2 separate regions of the Mus musculus genome follow, and region 2 is linked to region 1. A link is a contact called in public promoter capture Hi-C data. All regions are on one chromosome and are shown on one strand. The core of a region is the stretch at or near the end of the contact, and the rest is flanking DNA. Distances in the headings are between cores, read along the strand shown.

The links. Promoter capture Hi-C pulls out the DNA fragments that hold promoters and counts their contacts.
Region 2: a contact with region 1 is called in a promoter capture Hi-C map of pre-B cells. The contact joins the promoter of Camta1 here to the promoter of Dnajc16 in region 1. A contact is called at or near these places in 1 of 39 promoter capture datasets (pre-B cells) and 1 of 484 Hi-C or Micro-C datasets (B cells).

Annotation. Positions count from the first base shown.
Region 1 is chr4:141,788,471-141,793,099 of GRCm38.p6, reverse strand. Dnajc16 (DnaJ heat shock protein family (Hsp40) member C16) reads left to right here and starts at 2,456. Exons shown (of 15, transcript NM_172338.2): 1 at 2,456-2,510; 2 at 4,027-4,211. The coding sequence starts at 4,045.
Region 2 is chr4:151,860,008-151,864,646 of GRCm38.p6, reverse strand. It overlaps Camta1 (calmodulin binding transcription activator 1), which reads left to right and starts at 2,879. Exons shown (of 24, transcript NM_001081557.3): 1 at 2,879-3,022. The coding sequence starts at 2,978. All of the region lies in intron 2 of Gm42357 (a long non-coding RNA gene), which reads right to left. 9230110K08Rik (a long non-coding RNA gene) reads right to left here and starts at 2,903. Exons shown (of 2, transcript XR_390981.3): 1 at 1,790-2,903; 2 at 1,336-1,483.

The sequences.
Region 1 (4,629 bases), core at 1,207-3,706:
AGGGCTATCGTGCCCTCAATCTAACCAAGCTCATTGGTTAGATCTCGCTCTCTTTCCCTCCTCAGCACCTCCCCCAGAGAAACTGCCAGGAATCTAATCCTATGTTCTCTCAGTTTTGTACCACTTATTTCCACGACTTAAAAAGTAATTGAAATAACTGGAGAGATGGCTCAGCGGTTAAGAACACCAACTGCTATTCTGAAGGTCATGAGTTCAAATCCCAGCAACCACATGGTGGTTCAACAACCATCTGTATTGAGAAATGACACCCTCTTCTGATGTCTGAAGACAGCTACAGTGTACTTACATGTAATAAATAAATAAATCTTTAAAAAAAGTAATTGAACAAGGTCTGAAGAGATGGATGGTTCAGGGTAAAGAGGACCAGCTGTTCTTCCAGAGGTCCTGAGTTCAAATCCCAGCCACCACATAGTGGTTTACAACCATCTGTAATGGGATCTGATTCCCTCTGTGCATGAAGACAGAGTGCTCATATATGCATTAACTAATTAAACACATTTTTAAAAAAGTAATTGGGCATTGTGCTAGCCCCTTACGCTATTCTCTCTGCTAGCCTTATGCCACATTCCTGACAGGGATATAGTTATTCCTTGATGACAGCTGTAGACATGTGTCAGGGATCTCACAGCGTGACCAGAACCAGAATAGACTCATAGCCAAGAATCCACCTTGGAATATGTCAAACGATAATATTACACTTGTTTCCTGATTTGGGCATCAGTCAACATTTCCTTCCATAAAATAGGATGTACACTCGGGAGGAGCAGCTGAGGTGAATTTACAAACAGGAAATCTGGGGAGAGCAGTAATGAGAAACTCAAAGGGGGTTAGTTGCCCCAAAGTAAAGGAGATTCACCACGTTGGCTAAAACTGGCTTGTTTGGGGATTTGGCAGTTATCCCTGCCACCTGATTTCTCAGACTGTTAAATAACCTAGTTTCAGCTTGGTAAAAATAAACATGAGTGAGTGCAAATTGGTCTGCTGGTGCCAGTGCAGAAAATCAATCCAAAACACAGGTATAGTATAGGTCACTCGAGCAGCAAAGCCTTAGGCACAGACCAATATTCAGCTCTGCGACAGCGCATTCGCCTAGCATGCACGAGAGGCGGGGGGGGGGGGGGGGATGACGATGATAGGCTTTAGCTTCATTTTTTATTTATTTTGCAACTAACTATTCAAATATTTACTGGCAGCTTGTACAAACCAAGGTCTGTGCAGACAGTGATACAATGCTGAACAAGAAAAGTGTGAGACTCTACCTGCAGGAGCTTACCTGAAAGAGCTCTACCTGAAAGAGCCCAAAGAACAACGATATACACTAAATGTATAGAAGAGAGAGCCAGGCATGGTAGTGCAGACTTTTAATCCCGGCACTCTTTGAGGAGGCAGAGGCAGGCAGATCTCCTGAGTTTGAGACCACCCTGATTCACCTAGTAAGTTCCAGGCCAGCGAGGATTACACGGTGAGACCCTGTCTCAAAAGCAAACAACAAAAACAGCATGCTAGGTAAGTGTTTTAGAAACCGATTACATAAGAACTCACTCAACACGAGGCATGGAATAGAAAATACATCAAGAGCCCTTGGTCACGGGCGCAAAAAAAAAAAAAAAAAATGTCAGCCTTATTCACCACGCCCTCTTCCCTCGGTTCTTTTGTTTGTTTGTTTGTTTGTTTGTTTGCTTGTTTGTTTGTTTTTTCAAGACAGGGTTTCTCTGTACAGTCCTGGCTGTCCTGGAACTCACTTTGTAGACCAGGCTGGCCTCGAACTCAAATATCCACCTGCCTCTGCCTCCCAAGTGCTGGGATTAAAGGCGTGCGCAACCACGCCCGTCTTTCCCTCAGTTCTTGTCCAAATTCCAGTCTAGAACATCCTTGGGTTGATGTACTGAATTTGGAGCCTTGGATTCTAAGCTTCGGGCAAGTCTTTGGCCCTCTCCGAACTTCAGTATATGAAGAGGTTGAACTAGGAAGAATCCCTAAGGTCGCCTCAAACGCTGACGCTCTAGGATTCTATGAATAGGGTCAAAGTGAACTGGGACCAGCGACTGCGTCCCCGTCCTAGCAACAGTTGCTAGATGTGGGCCATCTTCTGGCAACCAGTGGAAACCCCTCCCCGGTTCCGGGAGGTCTTCCTGGTATCCCGTGATGCATAGCGACTCCGCCTCGCTAGAAGGCACGTTCTGGCCTCGCTAGTCAAGAGCAAGCTTTCAGACCCAGCCAGAGAGCGCTCTCCGTTCCTATAGCAACTGCGCCAGATCCAGGTGCCTACGGTGACCGTCAAGGCCAAAATAGGTTCATCGCGTGTGCGGCCTAAACCGGTCTGTGCGCGCGTCGCAGGCGTGGGGTCTTTAAGTGACACGTGACTGCCCCGGGCCTGGGCCCCGCCTCCTTCCCCTCCCCAGGTTCTCTGGTGTGGACTGGAAGCGCCGGCCCCGGCGGATTCACTGGAGCACGGACGCTGCGGCCGGTTGGGCCGGTGCCCTTTCCCGGTAACTCCTTCCCGGCTTGACGCGCGAGCGTGGCGGGGCCTTGCAAGCTGGGGGATCTCCCGTCAGATCCTCCGCGTCCTCAGCCCGCGCTGGGCCCCGGGGGGCCCCGGGAGCCGACAGGAACCGGGGCGGCGGGGGAGGGGGCCGCCTCCCGGAAGGTCGTAACCCGGGCGGGCGCCCGAGTCGGGACTTGGTCCTGCGGAGCGTCTGGGGAGCCTCCGCCGCCTGCGCTTGGGGACGCCGAGGGCTACCTGTTGGCCAGCGCGTCCCCAATCCTGTGGCCGGCCCCCTGGAGCTGGAGAACGTCAGCCAAAAATTGTCCCCACCTCACCCACTCCCGCAGCAGACACTTCACCCACCCTGCCTGTGGATTCTGCTTAGTAAACCCCTTACCCACTTTACTGTACCCCATCCCCATAAAGATCCTGCTAGGTGCTGGTGTTCAGTCACACCCTATCAGCAAGAACACAGGTTTAGGTCCTAGAATGGTGGTGGACAGCCCCCCACCCCCGCAATCTGATCCCCAATCTGGGTGAGTTTAGCCAGTACCTCAGAACAGGCTGTCTTAAAAGAGAAACAGGAACTGGCTTGCTTGTGGATTTTACTTAGCATGTGTGCAGTTCTAAACAGTGGTCAACTGTTTATAAAGACTCCCAAGCAGGGTTTATGGCTTGCACTTGTCAAAATCCACCCCCCCTGAGTAAGGTGTCAGCCACTGAACCTTACTAAACACTGTGAGGTCAAGATAAATGGACCCATGAAACCAGCATATGGTATAAAAGATCACAGCCCCCTGTGTGAGTGTGTGTATCTCCAGGTCCACGCTATCTCCTTATCAACCAGCCAGGATTATTCCAAAACCCACACTGAGTTCTACCCCTCAGCTGAGTTGTAGTTTAAAACATTTTAAAGCCGTGCCTATTCTTCTAGTCTTTCCTGTTCTCTTTAGATAAGAAACTGGATTCTTAATAATAGCAGACTTCTGAATATTAATGCACAGTTATTTTAAGGTGTTTTACTTTCATGTCTATTTAGTGTCCAGAAATGCCACAATGATCCTAGAATGTAATTTAGTACATGAGAAATCATGATGAGTTTGTGAGCTAATTTGACCCGTTCTCAGCTACTCTGAAGCCAATTATTTTAAGTTTATTGTTATGATAGATGAAATGGTGCATTTGAGATATCCTCTCCTGGATATCCTAGATATATTCTCAGAGTCACCACTTGTTTCAGAGCATTCATTTCCAGTAATTTTAAAAGGACTTTTCTAATCTATTAATCTATTATGACTTGTCTTTTTTTTTTTAATTCATAATAGTTCTTGTGTGTGATATTCAAAAATAGTGGTCTTTTTTGTTTTAAAGATAGGGTCAACTAGATTGACACATTCCCTCTTAAAAAAAAAAAATCTCGTGTTTAGCTCTCATTTGAACATCTTTATTCCCTACCTTAAGAAGCATGACCATTCAAGTTCCTGTCTCTTGAACTTAAAACTACCTCTTGATCATTTCAGCTCTGGGAAGGAAGAGAGATGGAATTGAAAAGGTTGGGCGTGTCCTGGCGATTCTTGATGGTTCTGGTTCTGATCCTGCAAAGCCTGTCTGCATTGGATTTTGACCCATACAGAGTCCTAGGGGTCAGCCGCACGGCCAGTCAGGCTGACATTAAAAAGGCATATAAGAAGCTCGCTCGGGAATGGTAGGTGAACCCAAGAACGGAAGTTTAACGTCCGCTAGGCAGTCAGCAGGTGGCTGAAGCCTCAATGAGGGTGACTTGTCTGTCTCTGCGTTGAGTGTATTTGTAGAACCGCCTAGAGTATTGAGGCTAGAGCAAATACGGAAGCAAGGCGGTGAGCGACGCTCCTGTGCTATGTAGAGGATTTCTGGTCCTTAAACATATTTTTCCTTTGTGTGTGAGGGAGTTCGTGTTTGTATGTTGGGGCAGGGGGAGGGTTTCTCTGGGTAGCTCTGGCTGTTCTGGAACTCACTTTGTATGTAGACCAGACTGACTTTGAACTCAGAGATTTGCCCATCTCTGCCTCCCAAGTGCTAAGATTAAAGGCGTGTGCGTCACCACCCAGCTCTTTTGACTTGGGTTTTTGGTTCTTTTGGTAATA
Region 2 (4,639 bases), core at 1,630-4,129, about 10 Mb before region 1:
TGTGTGTGTGTGTGTGTGTGTGCAGGCTTGCTATTGGCTTAAACTTATTGAGTGGTTTGCTTGCATATGTGTATGTATACCTTGTGCCTAATGTCCTTTGAGGCCAGAAGAAGGTGCTGTATCCTCCCGAACTGGGGTTGTTGACAGGAAACACAATGTGGGTGCTGGGATTTGAGCTCAGGACATTTGGAAGAGCAGTCAGTGTTCTTAAACTGCTGAGCCATCTCTCTAGCTCAGGATTTTAACTTTAATTATAAATGCAATGTAACTGTATTGTGGCTATATTATAGAAAAATAGAGACAGTTAGGTAATAGTCTCAACCTCCTAGATGCCATTTCTTAAACACATTGCGCCAGTCTTTTATAAAATGAAGCACGCATGCTCACTCTGTCTGTGTGTTGCTCTCCTTTGAGATAAATTTGCTTTGTAACTGGAGGAGATCTTGACTGTCTCTGACCCTTCTGCCTCCGGCTCCGGAGTGTTGGCGTTAGCAGCCTGTGCCACCATGCTTGGTTCATACGGTGGGTGGGTGGGGGATGGGATGTAAAACTTCGCCCATGCTAGTCACAACACTCTCCAGACTGAGCCACATCCTTAGCTCTCAAATGCAGTATTCTGTACCGTCATTCTGTTATATTTGTAAATGAACACCAAAAACTTGAATATCTCCCGGGCCTCCAGCAATAAGTGATTGTCCACTTCTGACAATTTATCTGTTAAACAGCCAACATTAGCACTTTGGGACGTGTCCACTTAAAAAAATACGTTATTATTTTTTTAACTATGTGTATGAATGAGGGATGTACAGGTATATGTGGTATATATGAGGGATGAGCACGGGTGGTTTAGAGCCGGAGCCCCTGGCAGTTCTGAGCTGTCCAGTGTGGGTGCTGGGAACGGGGCTGGGGTCCCCTGGGAAAGCCGATTGAGCCTCTCACTGTGGAGCCACCTCCCCAGCCTTCAGCGTTCATTTCTTTGTTGTAACAAACACAGTGATTAGTGAAGAACACCGTCACACACTGAGCAACCCCACACCCAATTTGGAGTTATTTCCTTAGAACAGATTCTCAGAAGTAAGATTACTAGGTCAAAAGATGTAGATATTTTTACGGCTTTTAATACATACTGTGAAATTGCTTTTTGAAAGAGTTATTCTAACTTACAACGCCACCAGCGTTTCCAGAGGCAGGTTTCCGCTCCCAAATCGTCTACACTAGTGCTATTAAGAATGCTAATCGATAAAATACTGTACCCTGGTTGTTAAAAATTTCGCCTTTTTTTTTGAGGCTCATAAAATTAAAGTTTGTTGAAGAATGAGTATACAATACAAAACATTCTTTTGGGACATCTTTATTTTTGGAACAACCTAAGCAATTCTCAACGGTGACCATCATAAGAAGACCACACGTTGTTAGGATTGGCACAGACTGGCTTTGACGATCAATCCTAACGCCAAAACACTCGATCGACTTTTCAGTGTTTCTGCTAGTAGCAAACGGAGAGAGAGAGAAAAAAATGTTGAGGAATCAAACAGTGCAAGTTTACAGAGAGGATCTGGAGCTCAGCTGCTTTTCATTAAAGTGCATTCTCCTTCCTTCCCTCCCGCTTCCCTTCAGTGCACCTGCAGAATCCCTGCATGGTGTTTGCCCTCCCTCTTCTCCTTCCCTTTTATTTTTCTATGTGCGGAATTCCTGCACTCTGCCCTTCCCCTCCCTCTCTCCTTCCATCCTTTCCTCTATTTTCTGGCCACGTTCAGAGCCCCTGATTTCTCTCGAGAAGGCGCAGTACTTTGCAGCTCTTCTGGCCCGGGCTTGTGTCTGCAGGGCGTGCGAATCTCTCCGGTGTGGACCTACAGGCAGGAGAGCTGCGCGGAGCTGCGGCTGGAACCCGACCGAAGCGCCGGGAGCCCGGGAGGGATTGGCTAGGCTAGCCGAGGTCGAGCGTTCCGAGCCCTAGATCCGCGGCTGCAGCCTGGGACAGGCACCTATGACTCATCGGCTCCGCCGGTCACATGGGCAACGTGACCAAAATAAAGTTTCAGTATTTTAAGCCGCTAGAAAAGGGGACAGAGGAGCGCAAGGCAGGCGGGAGCGTAGGGTGGCCGCGGGGACGCTGCGCCGGCCGAGGGGGCGGGGCTGAGGCCAGGAAGGGGCGGGATTTGGCCGAGGGGCGTGGTCTGCCGGGAGGTGCGCCCCTCCCCCGTGTCGGGCAGCGACGCCCCGACTCTCGGCTAAACGGTTCGGGAACGCTGTGAACCGGCACGCCTCGGTGCCTTACGTATCCCTCCGGCAGGGCCGCCCCCCGCCAGCGCCGCAGGCTGCGGGATCCCGGAGATCCCAGCGTGTCCTCCGAAGACACCGGGACCCCCACGCGCCAGCAGCGGCTTCCCCGGGAACGTCCTTCAGCTCCCGGAGCACGCGGGAAAAGCCCCAGCACACCAATGAGCGAGCGCCTTCCTCATGACGGTCACGCTGGGGGGCGGGGCTTCCCACAGCCGTTCCCGAGTTCCGGGAACCCCCTTTGATTGGTCTGGACGGCTTGGGAAACACTGTAGTGACGTCCAATCAAAACACCACGTCTCGGCCTCGAGGAAATATTCCGTGTCAGCCTCATCCTGATTGGGCCATCCTTTCGACCTCTGTCCACTAGGAAGCTTTGTTTAGGTCTGGAGGGCGGGTTTTCCCGGGAGTGGGTGGGGAGGGGGCGTTGATTCCAGGCCAATCACTTTAGTCGGTGCGGTGGTGATCAGCCAATGGACAGGGTGGATAGGACGCTCCTCCCGGAGAGTAGTGAGACCCCTGGTGCGGTCCGATTGGTCGCGGGAGCCGTGACTGGCAGACGCACCAACCAGTGGGCGCTGTGCGTGGGCCGCGGGGCGGGGCCAGGGCGGGTGCGCGGCGGCGGCGGGGTGGCTGGGCCGGCGGCGGCGGCGGTACGAGGCGCGCGCTCGGGGTCCCGGTCGCGAGGAGGAGGAGGATGTGGCGCGCGGAGGGGAAATGGCTGCCGAAAACAAGCCGGAAGGTGAGAGCCGGAGCGTGAGGGCCCGGGGCTGTCAGGGTGGCGGCGACACGGCGAGCCCGGGGCCGCGCCGGACATCCCGGGCATCGGCGGCGCGGGGCGCGAGCGCGGGGGCGCGGCGGGCGCGGGGAGGGCGCCGGCGGGGTGGGGGGGGCGGAGCGCGGCCGAGTCCTGAGGTGACTCGCGGGCCGGCCGAGCGGGGCGCCCCGCACCCAGCCCCGGGGGCGGCAGGCCGGGGCGGGGGGCGCGCGGGGCGGGGGCCGGGCCCAGCGAGGAGGAGGAGAAGCCGCGACGCCTCCCGCACCCGGCCCGGGGCATCCCCGCCGTGTCGGTCGGGGTGTCAGGGGGCCGCGGGGCGGAAAGTTTCCCGGGCCGCGGGGGCTCGCGGGCACCGGTGCCGGCGGCCGTAGCGGCGTCAGGGCCGGACGTTCCCCTCCACAGCCCCCCTCGGGCCGCGCGGCGCCTCCTAGCGCCGGCGTGGGGGGTGTCCCCGCGCGGGTCCCCGCCAGGGGGCCCCCCTCGTGCCGAGCGCCCCTCGGCCGAGGCCCCGGGCGACCCCTCCCCCAGCAGGGCCGGGGTCCTCGCGCGGCCTCCCCGCCCCTCACAGCATGCTCTTCCACACTTGCCCTTGCACCCTCACTACCGGGAGGGTGGGGTCTCCACACTGCCATGCCCTTTACCTTCCGTGACCCCGATCCTCTCCGAGCACTGAGGGTTCCGTGTCAGCCTGTCCCCTTTTTGAGGGGACTCTCGTGGGGCCGCGGAGCCTCTGCACGCTGGGTTAATCTTTTTTTTTTTTTTTGGCCAGGACAAGGGGACTCGGGGCTACCCATGTTCTTCCTTCTTAGCTCACCCAGTGGCTTGTGGGGCCCTGTGCAGCTCTGAAGTCATTTCTAAATAGGCAGGCAGACACTTCTTCCAGATCTGTACTCTTTCCGTACACTTTCCTGGGTTAGGGTGAGCTCATTTCCTGAACACCCTTCGAGTTGCCCTCTTTCTTGTTGGGAAAACCGGACGCTCCAATGCTCCTCTCCCTAGCTGTCTGCCTCTCTCCTTGGAGTTCCCTGTCTGGGCCAGGGTGGGCGCCCCAGTAAGATGTAGGGCAGGCAGGACTTCCGATGTGCCTACCACTTGAGTGTAAGGGACCTCAGTACTTGTTTCTTGCAGGAAAAGAAGGATCTATTGCTTCCCGTTCACTCTTGGATCTTAGGGGGCACCCTTCACCAGTTAACACTATCCCACTGGGAAAAGGGTCCAGTGCCCTTGAATTTGGTGTTCTGATTCCTGTCTTCTGAGCAGAAAGAACCAGACTTTATGCATCCCACTCTCAAGAAGTCTTTGAATCTTTCTTGGAAATAAACTTCCCAATTCTTCTTTTTTTTTTTTTTTTCTGAGAGAACTCAGACCCTCCTTATGGCTCCTGTTTCCCAGTCAGCCATATTTAGTGAGCCTGTTACCTTGACTTTCTCTAATTTTCTCAAATTGTATTCATGTTGGCTGGGTAAGGAGAAGCCATATGCCTTTCTATCCAGAATAGGGAGTGTAGACACCCTTGTCGCCCACATGCCATTTGAGAAGAGGTAGCTTGTGTGCTCCTTGTTGTACCAGAATCTTCCTTTG